Linked DNA regions of Mus musculus: all the other regions are linked to region 2. A link is a contact called in public Hi-C data. All regions are on one chromosome and are shown on one strand. The core of a region is the stretch at or near the end of the contact, and the rest is flanking DNA. Distances in the headings are between cores, read along the strand shown. Region 1 holds the start of Ssu72 (Ssu72 RNA polymerase II CTD phosphatase homolog (yeast)). Region 2 holds the start of Mtor (mechanistic target of rapamycin kinase). Region 3 holds the start of Prxl2b (peroxiredoxin like 2B). Region 4 holds the start of Wrap73 (WD repeat containing, antisense to Trp73).

Region 1 (2,700 bases), core at 15-2,514, 7.3 Mb after region 2:
AAACTTCCTCAATGTTCTAATCTTGCTTTTTGACTTCCACAGTTCTGCTTCTCGCTAACTGAAGCATGCCAATCAAGATGGTCTTTGTACATAAAGTCAAAGAGCTGCAAGGCTCAAGGTTACATGATTTGGGCAAGTTCTCTGTGCAGCTAGCAGGCAAAAATAAAGACTTTCCTTTTGGCTTTCAGAGTGTCCACGTGATGGTCTCTGTGGGCTTACTCGCAACAGGTTCTCAATACTCTCCTCCTCATTAACACAAGGAACAATGATGGCAGACTTCAATAGCAATGAGGAGGTTCATAGTGGGAAATTTAGTTTCAAAATAGGACTGGAGAGATGGCTCAGTAGTTAAGAGCACGGACTGCTTTCCCAAAGGTCCTGAGTTTAATTCCCAGCAACCAAATGGTGACTCACGATCATCTGTAATGGAATCCCATGCCGTCTTCTGGTGTGACTGAAGACAGCCATAGTGTACTCATATATATAAATAAACTTTAAAAGAAAAAAAGGTTGCATGGAGGCTAGAAGATTCTAGGCCTAGGCAAACAGGTAGAGGTAGTCTTTGAGACAATTACTATAAGCGAATAAAATATACTTTTATAAAGGAGGGAGAAGGGATGAAAAAGAAAAGAGGAAGATACAGGAATAATAGGAATAAAGGGTAGATTACTGAATCTACGGCTTTTTTTTTGAGACAGGGTTTCTCTGTGTAGCCCTGGCTGTCCTGGAACTCACTCTGTAGACCAGGCTGTCCTCGAACTCAGAAATTTGCCTGTCTCTGCCTCCCAAGTGCTGGGATTAAAGGCGTGCGCCACCACCGCCCGGCAAAACACAGCTTTTGTTATACTTACTACACATTATCTACCTTCTTGTCCCTGACAATCTCATACTGCTCCAACTTTAAAGGAGTTCTCAGAATCTCCAAACAACTTATCTAATCCCCTTCACTTCTTGACCATTCCATTCGAGCTAGAGGGGACAGGTCACCAGGCAGGTAGGCCGGCTGTAAGTCGACCTGATTACCGAGTTCTAGGATTAAAGAAAAGTGTGAGGCACCACGCCCAGCAGCAACTCTATTTCTCTCTCCCCCTCTCACTTGAGATCGAGCTCTCAATAGGCAACCTAAACTGGCTTCCAACAGAGAAGCGATTTTTCCTGCCAGTTTTCCGATTGGCCGAACTTGAAGAGCCCGCTACCTCACCCATATTTTTCATATCGTTTACATGTTAAGCTGCAACGGGCTCACAGAGGAAGTGACGTGCTTCTAGAAGTCCAGTGACTCTGAGGAAGGTACTCGTGATAGAGATAGGGCACAAACCAAGTGCTGGAGCCCAGTGCATCTATGAAATTGGCAGAGTGACCACCTGGAGGAAACCGGAATGAAAAACGTCCCAACCACACCAAGAGAAGCCGCGGAAAGGACTTGAGACTCCCCGGACCCGCCCCAACGCCCGTCCCACTGAAGTTTTCAGTATTGCGCAAGCGCCGCGCCTAGCGCGTCATCCGAGGCGACGGTACATTAGGACGCAGGCGCGGCTCACACCGCTCCAGTTGCCGGCGCAGGTCCTGTGACGTCACGCGCCGGCGAAGGTGGTCCACGACCGCCGGCCTCGGCTGCTCTCAGGCTGATTCGGCGTCGGCCGGTCGCCCTCCCGCGCCGGCTGCAGTACGAGCCCAGGAGAGCACCGTCGGCCTCCCCACGCGTTGCGTTGCGTTGCGTTGCGTTCACTTCCGTGTCGCAGATTTCCGGTTACCGCCATCTTCCTCGCGCGGAAGCCGGCTTCTAGGTGGGAGCTCCGTAGCGAGAGCAGTGGGTAGTTCGGTCGGTGCCATGCCGTCATCGCCGCTGCGGGTGGCGGTGGTGTGCTCGAGTAACCAGAATCGGAGCATGGAAGCACACAACATCCTCAGGTAGTGCAAGCTCCACCTGCCCTCCGCCCCTCCCTCCTCTTTCCCACAGATTCTTGTCCAGACCCCGACCCTGTACTGACTGGGCCGCGGAGGTCGGGCCACGCCCGGCTTCCACGCTCAGCGAGCCCTCAGTGGGGTCCGTGCGCGCGACACCCTCGGTAGTGTAGGCATCCCCGTAAACCCTAGAGGTGGCCACACGACAGCTGGGGCCCTCTGGGTGCTGGACGACCGGGCAGTATCACGGGGTAGGCCAAGGTCTTTCCGTGCTGCGAAGGGTGCCTGGTGTTTATCTTTCCCGTATATGTGTCGTCCGGCCACCTTGGAAAGCTCTCCACACGTCACATCAAGATGGAACGAGTCTGGAAGCAACAACAGTGATCTGAGGTGTTAACGTCAGGGACTGTTTATTGCTGTCTTCGTTTGCAAGTCTCATGCACCAGCCACCACCCCTCTCAGCCCCATAACTTTAGTCAGTAATTTCTGGAGCACACGAATTCATTTGGTTCAGTGGGACCTCCTCATATTTCTTCACGAATTCACCAGTTTCTAGTAGGGCATTCATCTTTGATAGTATTTTATCTTAAAAAAAAAAATCTCTTGACAAAATGAGAAACTGATGCATTGTATTACAGTTAAAATGGGGGTTTGTACATTTCAACTTAGTGCAGTAGAAATGTCTTTTTTCCCCCAGAGTTAACTGTTTGTGAACTTTTAAAACTTTTTTAAATATTATTTTTTGGCAATTTCGGGTTTTTTTTGTTTTTTTTTTAACCCTCAAAACAGGGTCTC
Region 2 (2,700 bases), core at 53-2,552:
GGTTGTATTGTAGTATAACTTGTACTTTGGTGTGTTTTTAATTTGTTTTTTAACTTAAAAACATTTAACGCTTTCAACTAATTGGAAATCTTTACCTTACTAGCAAATATTTATCTGCATTATCATTACTAATAGCTTCACATGTTTCTTTTAATATTAATGTGTTTAATAGTTCACTCAAATTCCTAATTCAAGCTATTTAGGAATTTTCAGTGTGTATTACAACACTGATAAAAAAATAAAGATTTAAACAAAAGATCTGCATAAATTTCATATGAAAAATTTTAATGATACATTTTTATATATTGGAGCAGGTTCTCTGGAAGGGCCTTAAACACTGAGAAATCTCCCTAGTTCAACCTTGAATTTCTGACCCTCTAAACCTCCACCACCAGAGTTCTGGGAAGACAGGCATGCACTTTACACAGTGCTGGGAATTGAACCCACGACTTTCATGCCTATCGGGCAAACACTCTTTATTTTTGGTTTTTCGAGACAGGGTTTCTCTGTGTAGTCCTGGCTGTCCTGGAACTCACTCTGTAGACTAGGCTGGCCTCGAACTCAGAAATCCACCTGCCTCTACCTCCCAAGTGCTGGGATTAAAGGCGTGCACCACCACGCCGGGGTGGGCAAACACTCTTATCGACTGGTTTACATCCCTAGCTCCGGCTATTGCCCGTTTGAAAAATAAAAAAAAATTTTTAAGGATTTTTCTTTAAAATCTTGTATTTAAAGTAGTTCGGTGATCATCTTATCCTGAGAATGAGCTCACAAGTAAGGCAATTTGGGGACAGTGAGAATAAAAAAAAACAAAAACAAAAACAAAAAAACCCTTGCAAATGCATATTCAGTTTTACAAACGAGAAAGCAAGAGTTCCTCAGTGAACCGATTTCCAAGATATGTCTTCTGCAGTGATTCGAGAGCGTCGGACACTCGGCCCCTTCTCAGCATCCCGAGCACGATCCCTAACCTCTGCCCCAGTTCTTTCAACAGGTCCTTAGGGTACCAAACCGTGGCTCCACACGGTCACAGCGTGTGTGGAGGGGACTTGTAGTAGCGACGTACCGGAAGTGTTCGTGGAAGTGACCGAAGTCAACTCACGACTGATTGGCTCTTCGGAATAGTCCTTCGCCTCCTTTTGCTTGCCACTGGTTGCTCGTTTTGTCTATTTGAACAATCCCCGCCCTCGAGAAGCCGGTCCCGAAGCTCCAATTCTTCATGATTATTGGTGGATGTTCCTCCCCATCTTCGAGCTCGGCCCGCTGATTGGTTGTAGCGCTTACGAGCCCGCCCTCCCCACCTCCCTGGCCTAGAAGACAGCGGGGAAGGCGGGTGTTGAGGCTGGGGGCCTGAAGCGGCGGTACCGGCTCCGGCGGCGGCAGCTGAGGCGGTGGCCGAAGCCGCGCGGTGAGTCTGGGGCCTGGAGTCGGGCGCTTGCGGCTGGCGGGACGGCCAGACTCCCAGCCAGTGTGGGCCGTGCTGGGGGAGGCCCGGGAAGCCGCCTGTCTGAACCGTACAGCGCCCCAGCACCAGCTCCGCGCCCTCGGGGAGACCCCCGCAGGCTGGCGGATCTGCTCCGGGCCTTCCGTGGAGCATTTAGGTCTCCTTCTCGGGCTCAGGACCTGGAACTCCAGACCCACCTACTGACGGTGGAGCCTGTCCCCAGGAGCTCCAGTTTCGGGATCTGCCCCCTACACTTCACCATGGAGACCTGCCAGGAACCCAGACCTCCGCGCCCACGCAGGGTCAGCCTCAGGGTCACGCCCTCCCTTCACGTTTCAACCTTTCAACTCGAATTCCCCTAAGGCATTCTCACAACCTTTGGGATTTGTGACTCAAATAGTTACTTTGAATCCAGCCTGGGGCAGCTGGCTTGTGGGTAAACCTTCAAGTGACTGTCTAATTACTGACGTGATGAGAATAGAAAGTCCAAGTCGGTCTCCTTCCCGCTGCCTCGTGTGCTTACACGCTCAGTAGTGGTTTCTTCCGCTCTAAAACGGCCCAGTTCCTTTTATAGTATTTTATTCCCCCTGTAGTGTAGCGTTTGAAAGCCTTTCAAGACTATTTTACTCCTTATGTTTTGTGTTTATCCCTAACCCCGGCATGACCTTGAATTTCTTGCCTCTCCCTCAGTGCTGGGCTTAAAGATGTGTGGCATCGTGCCTTGGTTATGAGGTGGTGGGGATTGAACAAGGGGTTCTGTGCATGTTAGGCTGTGTCTCACAGATTCTTTCAAAGCCAGAGTGCTTCGGGAATTGTTTTTGTTTTTTAGTATACTCTGGCAGGATAGGTGTATATGTTAGTTACTGCCATGGCATAGTGGGCTAGCCCCTTTTTAATGGCCACTTTATTGGGGTCCCCTGGATGGTAAACTTATTGAGGGAACAAACATCACATAGTTGAAAAATGAGTGATAGTGTTGAGCTCACCATTTGAGTGTGTTGCTATTTCCTATGGTGTGTGTGTGTGTATGTATGTATTTGTTTCTAGAACTGCCTTCCCAACCCAGTGAATGCCTGTTCGTCCTATGAAATGGTGCAGTACTTGTATATAACCTTTTGTATGCTTTAAATCACACCTCCCTTGCTTTTACCTTCAAACACTATGAATGGTTGTTATACTGTACCATACACTATGAATGGTTGTTATACTGTACCATACACTATGAATGGTTGTTATACTGTACCATACACTATGAA
Region 3 (2,700 bases), core at 151-2,650, 6.5 Mb after region 2:
CTGCCCCACCCACTTATCTAACCCAGGGCTCAGGCAGATCAGCAACCAGTCTAACTAGGCTCTACACAAGCCCTGAGAGCCCCCAGGTTGAATACAGCTAGCCTTGGGGGCCCTGGAGAGGTGGTGTGGAGTGTGGGGAATGAGCTCCAAGCTGGGTGTGCCCAGGGATCTCGCTTAGCCGGCACTGCCTATCATGACAGGCAGTCTGTGGCAACAGAGGACTGCAATGAGCCATGGCTAAGGCACTGGGCTCCAAGGTCCCTCCTGTTTATGAAATAGCAGACTTCTGAGGACAGGCCTGCCTTGGACCAACACCCATTAGAAGACTCAAAGAAGGGCTGGCTGAAGCACCAGTGTCAGTTTCCATGAGACAAACTGGAGAGCAGAGCAGATGGCAGTAGCAAGAAGGTACATAAGAGAGCGGTGGCCACTCTGTCCTCCTGTTGTCCCTGGTTAGACTCATGCCCACAAACAGTCACACTTACCGCTTGAAGCCCAGCTCCTTATAGATTTGCTTGCTCTCATCAAGGTAGAGTTCTAGAAAGGAAAGCCACAGCTATGTGCCCCAGGCTTCCTACAGTCTGTCCCCTCCACTTACTGTATCCAGCTCCACCCACCCAAGCCATGAGTAGCAAGGCAGGATTGAATGTCACCACTGCTTAAACGGGAAGGGCAAGAGTCACTGGGACTTTGCCACTAGGTCTGGGCACCAGCCAGGGCACAGGCTGAAGGCAGGGCAGGGAAGAGCTGCATATGCTGACACATGAATATGTTCTTGTTGGGCCTAGAAAGGGAGAGGTCAGCCCAGGCTCTGAGTCCGGGAAGAGTCGCACCTCCTGAGAAGTAACCACCATCCAGAAACTCCTGCAGGCCCAGGGCCTCAGGCCCCACGCCCACCAGGCGCACATCGTGTTGGTCCAGGATGCTCCGGAGGTTGCTGAGGTCCTGGGCGATCCAGCGGCACACCATGCAGCCGAAGCGTCGCAGACCGGCCACCACACAAGCTTTCTCCTGCCATAGGCTCCGCAGCTCCACAGCCTACAGAATGGATCGGTCAGGGGACATGGGCTCACCAACCCCCTATGCCCGGCAGCCTCACATGTCCCGCAGCGTGCTGCTCCAAGATTCGCAGCTGACTGGTCCTCCTGATGGTTCCTCTGTGGACCATGAGCTGTACCCACGCCCAGTACGCGAACTCATAGGACCCCTCAGGACCTCCACTCCAACCCATGTGAGTTGCCAAGGCTCTGGGCCAGGTATTAGGGGAGGCGTTCTCCGCCCTGCGCGAGCCAAATCTCACCTCCCCAGTCACTGCATGTTTCAAGACACACGCTCCTACGCGACCAAGGTCCACCACATTCATGGCCTCCTCCGTCCCTTTCTGCTCCACGGTCCCTTCTCGCAGCCTGGGGAGGCTCACTCTGTCCTGCGCAGCCTCTTCAGCCAGCCTATGCCCCGCCCATAATCCCGCCCCAGTCCTGGTGGGCACCACCTCCAGGGGGTTCAGGTCACATGACTGTGCGCTTGTCTCGCCCCAGGCTCCGCCCCTGATATTAGTATACAGGCACACCCTCTCTCCAAAGAGACAATCACTGCAGATCTCTTTGCCTAAGCCTAGGTTGTTCTCATATGTATAAGCTTATTAGCCAATGGCGTAGCAGGTAAAGCTCAATGGACAGTCTGCAAGCGGTGCGCCTGCGCAGAATGCGTTTGCGTGGCTCTCTAGCGTTTGCGTAGCTCTCCACTAGCATCAGGTGGTCCCTAGTAGTGCAGCAGGGTGGTAGAATTAGAGCCAAAAAGTTGAAACGGGGAATCGAACTCACAAATCACTAGTGTGAGGAACAGTAGGGCAGCCGGCACTTACAGTAGTGAAAGGACCAGCCTTTCCAAGTCTAAGTTCCTGCTTTGCATTTTCGCGAAATCCTATTAACTTCCATCGTAAAGTACCATTTCCTGCTGTGTGGATGTCAGTTTTTAAACTACGGGCTCTCATGTACAACAATCCAAAGGAGATAAACAGGAGCTCGCAGTGGTGTGTCCCTAGGAAGAGTAGAAGGCTCAGGAATCCACGTGTTCTGTCCTTTCCTCACTAAGTAAGCCCTGTGATGCTTTCTAGGGCCATGTTCAAGCATCTGACAGATGTAGAGGCTAGGAAAGGAAGAGAGCCACCACAAGATACCTAGCTGAGGCTGAACAGCCAGGCAGGAAGTTAGGAACCATACATATCACTGTGTCAAAAGGAGAAGCTAGAGAGATGGCTCAGTGGTTAAGAGCACTAGCTGCTCTTGCAGAGGGCCCACGGTTTGGTTCCCAGCATCCCTACAGCGACTCACAATCCTCTGCAAGTCCAGCTTGAGGGCATCTGATGCTCCCTTACGGTCTCTTCAGGCACCAGGCACTCACATTGGGCCCAAACCTATGCAAGCAAGAGTAGGCTGGGGAGGTGACTCGGTAAAATGACAGAGACCTGTAATCCCATGTCCTGGGGGAAGCAAAGGCATGAGAATCAGCAATAGACCTTGTCTCAAGAAATACGATTGAGAGGCACTGAGTAAAACACTCAACCGCTGGACTCCCCGGGCACACACAAGTGCACACAGGTGTGCAAAGGTACATTTTAAAAAAGGAAAGAAAATAAAGTTGCAGAATCAGGAGGAGCTGGTCCTGTAGAGCAACTGGTCCTGGAAGCACCACCAGAAG
Region 4 (2,700 bases), core at 134-2,633, 5.7 Mb after region 2:
TGGAAGTCGCTTTAGTGCAGCTAGTGGCGTTGCAAGGGAGGTGGGTTGGAGCAGACCGAATCTCTCTCGAACTCGAAAGCCTGACCTGGTGTTAGGCCAATAGCTACGAGGAGTAATTATTTGCGAGCTGCAGATTAGAGACAAAGATGAATACCAAGCAAGAGTTTGGGACTGGTTGGGAACAGAAAATGCCAGGACGCTGGCCGCGCACTCTGCAGATCCTCTCCGAATGGTGCAAGCACCGCCATTCATTCATTCATTCATTCATTCATTCATTCATTCGTGGAAATTAGATGCAGCGGTGCGGAAGAGACTGGGAGCTATGAGCTGGACCGAGCAATACTAGATTCCGGTCTTTCAGAATTCGGAACTTAGCTCCAAAGGCAGTGGCTGAGCCTTAAGTGATCCTCTGAAGCTTTGGGTGCAGACAGGAACATCCAACCTCCCGAATGACACCGGAATGGGGAGCCTTGTGGGGCACAGGACGCGGGGTGCTGCGCGAGGGAGGGAGCAGAGCGCTTTGGGGAGCGATCCTGGTCTGAAGTCCAGTTGGTGCTGTATTCTACGTGCCCACCGAGGCTGCCGTCCCGGGTACCGAGCCACACCTCTGAATCAAGTCCACACTCTAACTAGAACCTCCAAAAAGGTGAGGCGACCCACGAGATCCACATGCCTTCGAATTCGTTCCGCCACAGACCTGAGAAGCACTTGAACGTCACGAGGTCACGCTGCAGGTGGTCGCTCTCAGGAAAACCTCAAAGCAAACCTATATTTATACTTATACGTGGAAAATACTTTGCTTTGTTCTGTTTGAGAAAGGGTCTCACGCAGCCCTGCATAGCCTCCAACTCTATAGGTAGCGAAGGATGCCCTGAACATCTGCGTCTCTGGTTTCAGGTGTAGGATTTTTTTTTTTTTTTTAATGCAAACCATCGTGCGGGGTTTATGCGATGCTGCGGACCAAAACCTGGGTTTCATATATGCTAAGCAATCATTTTGCCAATAGAACCGCACTCTCAGCTCCTGTAACAAAAAATTTGTTATCTACTAAAGAGGTGTATCGAAATACGACTATATACTTACACATAAATACGCATTTACATGTAAATAAATGTATGTTCACAAGTACAGAGGTCTAGTTACAACCTGAATTTCAGATAAGGGAGTCTTTTAGTCTAAGTATGCCCCGGGTAACTTTTGGGAACATATTTATTTTGTGATTTATCTGAAGTCAGAATTCAGCCTTCCGTTTCGGGATTTGCAGGGAGATCCGCTATAGCGCAAAGGCGCTCAGCCCCTTTAAGACTCAAACTCGGACTTCCCGCCCCACAATGCCGCGCGGCCGCTTGAGGCTCCCATTGGCTGCTGCTCGCTTCCGCCCCTGTACTTCCGGCCGCTGCCTGGGGCGGTTGCGGGAGGTACTTCGGAGCCGGGCTGGCCCGGGCTGGCCGTGGCCATGAACTTCTCGGAGTCATTCAAGCTCTCGGGCCTGCTCTGCAGGTTCTCCCCGGACGGCAAGTACCTGGTGAGCTGCGGCGCGCTGGGCGGAACCTAAGTGTGGGCGCGCGACTTGTGCACGGGGCCGGGGCGGGCCGAAGGGGGGCGGGAAGGGGGCCCGAGCCGGGCGGCCGCGGGGACTCAGGCTGGACTTAGGGGGCGGGGTGGGAGGTGGGAGAGGGAGGCAGGCAGAGGGGTTTCAGCCCAGATGAGGGAGAACCAGATGATTAGAGAGAACGAACCTGAAGCCGAAGAGGGATCCAGGCCAGCCAGGCTGGGGGATCCTGGCAGGTGACCAGGGTGGAGAAAGAGGACGTGGAGCAGAGTGGGGATGGAGTTGGGGTTGCTATTCTGGCAGGTGGTCAGGGTTAGGAAGGAGGTCTTGGAGCAGGTGGCCAGGGCTGGGTGGGTGCCAGGCTCCCGGCTCCAGTTTCCCTTCATCAAAGTTGGATAAGATGACTCTGCTTTCACACATTTGAGGGCACAGGGGATGGCAGCTCATTGCTATTTTGTATGTTTTCTGTGAGCGAGCTGGTTAAACGGGGCCCTCCTTTGTGAAACTCGTCATAAGCAAATGGTTTAAATAACTAGCTTTCATTGCCAGGGTTGGATGTTAGCTGTCTATTCTTTGGGTGGCAGAATAGTGTTCAGATGGGTGTTTCAAGGTACGCCAACATGACCATTGTGCATTTGTAGAAGGCTGACGTTAGGAAGCCATCAGGGAAAACTCAAGTCTTATTTTAAAAAACTGTGGTTCCGTGCCAGTCGGGTAGCTTGGCTAGTAACGGTACCTGCCACCAAACCTGATGACCTGAGTCCCAGCTCTAGGACCCACTTAATGGAAGGAGAGAACTGTCTCCTGCATGTTGTCCTCTGGCCTCCACATAAGCCGTAACTAGTGCCTGACCCTTCTCACATACAAATGCAATCCTAATTTTTAACAAGTTTTCTTTGATTAATCTATCATTCTCTTTTTAACTGACTGATACCATTGATTGATTGATTGACTGATTGACAGGGTTTCTCTGTAGCTCTGACCAGGTTGGCCTTGAACTCAAAGATCTGCCCCTTGTCTCCTGAGTGCTGGGATTAACGGAGCATGCCACCATGCCTGGCTGTCTTGATTCTCAGTTCACACCCCTGCTGTGTTTGTCCAGGCTTTTGAGACATCCTTTACCCTCCTTATACACATCATCCTAACAA

The links. Hi-C and Micro-C count contacts between places; a contact is called where the count stands out from the background.
Region 1: a Hi-C map of B cells shows a contact between it and region 2, with 5 read pairs. The contact joins the promoter of Ssu72 here to the promoter of Mtor in region 2. A contact is called at or near these places in 1 of 39 promoter capture datasets (cranial neural crest) and 1 of 484 Hi-C or Micro-C datasets (B cells).
Region 3: a contact with region 2 is called in a Hi-C map of B cells, with 5 read pairs. The contact joins the promoter of Prxl2b here to the promoter of Mtor in region 2. A contact is called at or near these places in 1 of 39 promoter capture datasets (liver) and 1 of 484 Hi-C or Micro-C datasets (B cells).
Region 4: a Hi-C map of B cells shows a contact between it and region 2, with 5 read pairs. The contact joins the promoter of Wrap73 here to the promoter of Mtor in region 2. A contact is called at or near these places in 1 of 39 promoter capture datasets (pre-B cells) and 2 of 484 Hi-C or Micro-C datasets (B cells and regulatory T cells).

Annotation. Positions count from the first base shown.
Region 1 is chr4:155,703,551-155,706,250 of GRCm38.p6, forward strand. Ssu72 (Ssu72 RNA polymerase II CTD phosphatase homolog (yeast)) reads left to right here and starts at 1,265. Exons shown (of 5, transcript NM_026899.3): 1 at 1,265-1,911. The coding sequence starts at 1,832.
Region 2 is chr4:148,447,280-148,449,979 of GRCm38.p6, forward strand. It overlaps Mtor (mechanistic target of rapamycin kinase), which reads left to right and starts at 1,303. Exons shown (of 58, transcript NM_020009.2): 1 at 1,303-1,408.
Region 3 is chr4:154,897,643-154,900,342 of GRCm38.p6, forward strand. It overlaps Prxl2b (peroxiredoxin like 2B), which reads right to left and starts at 1,401. Exons shown (of 7, transcript NM_025582.3): 1 at 1,301-1,401; 2 at 834-1,038; 3 at 486-537. The coding sequence starts at 1,363. Gm52690 (a long non-coding RNA gene) reads left to right here. Exons shown (of 2, transcript XR_003955190.1): 1 at 1-408; 2 at 789-2,700.
Region 4 is chr4:154,140,989-154,143,688 of GRCm38.p6, forward strand. It overlaps Wrap73 (WD repeat containing, antisense to Trp73), which reads left to right and starts at 1,384. Exons shown (of 12, transcript NM_021499.2): 1 at 1,384-1,525. The coding sequence starts at 1,457.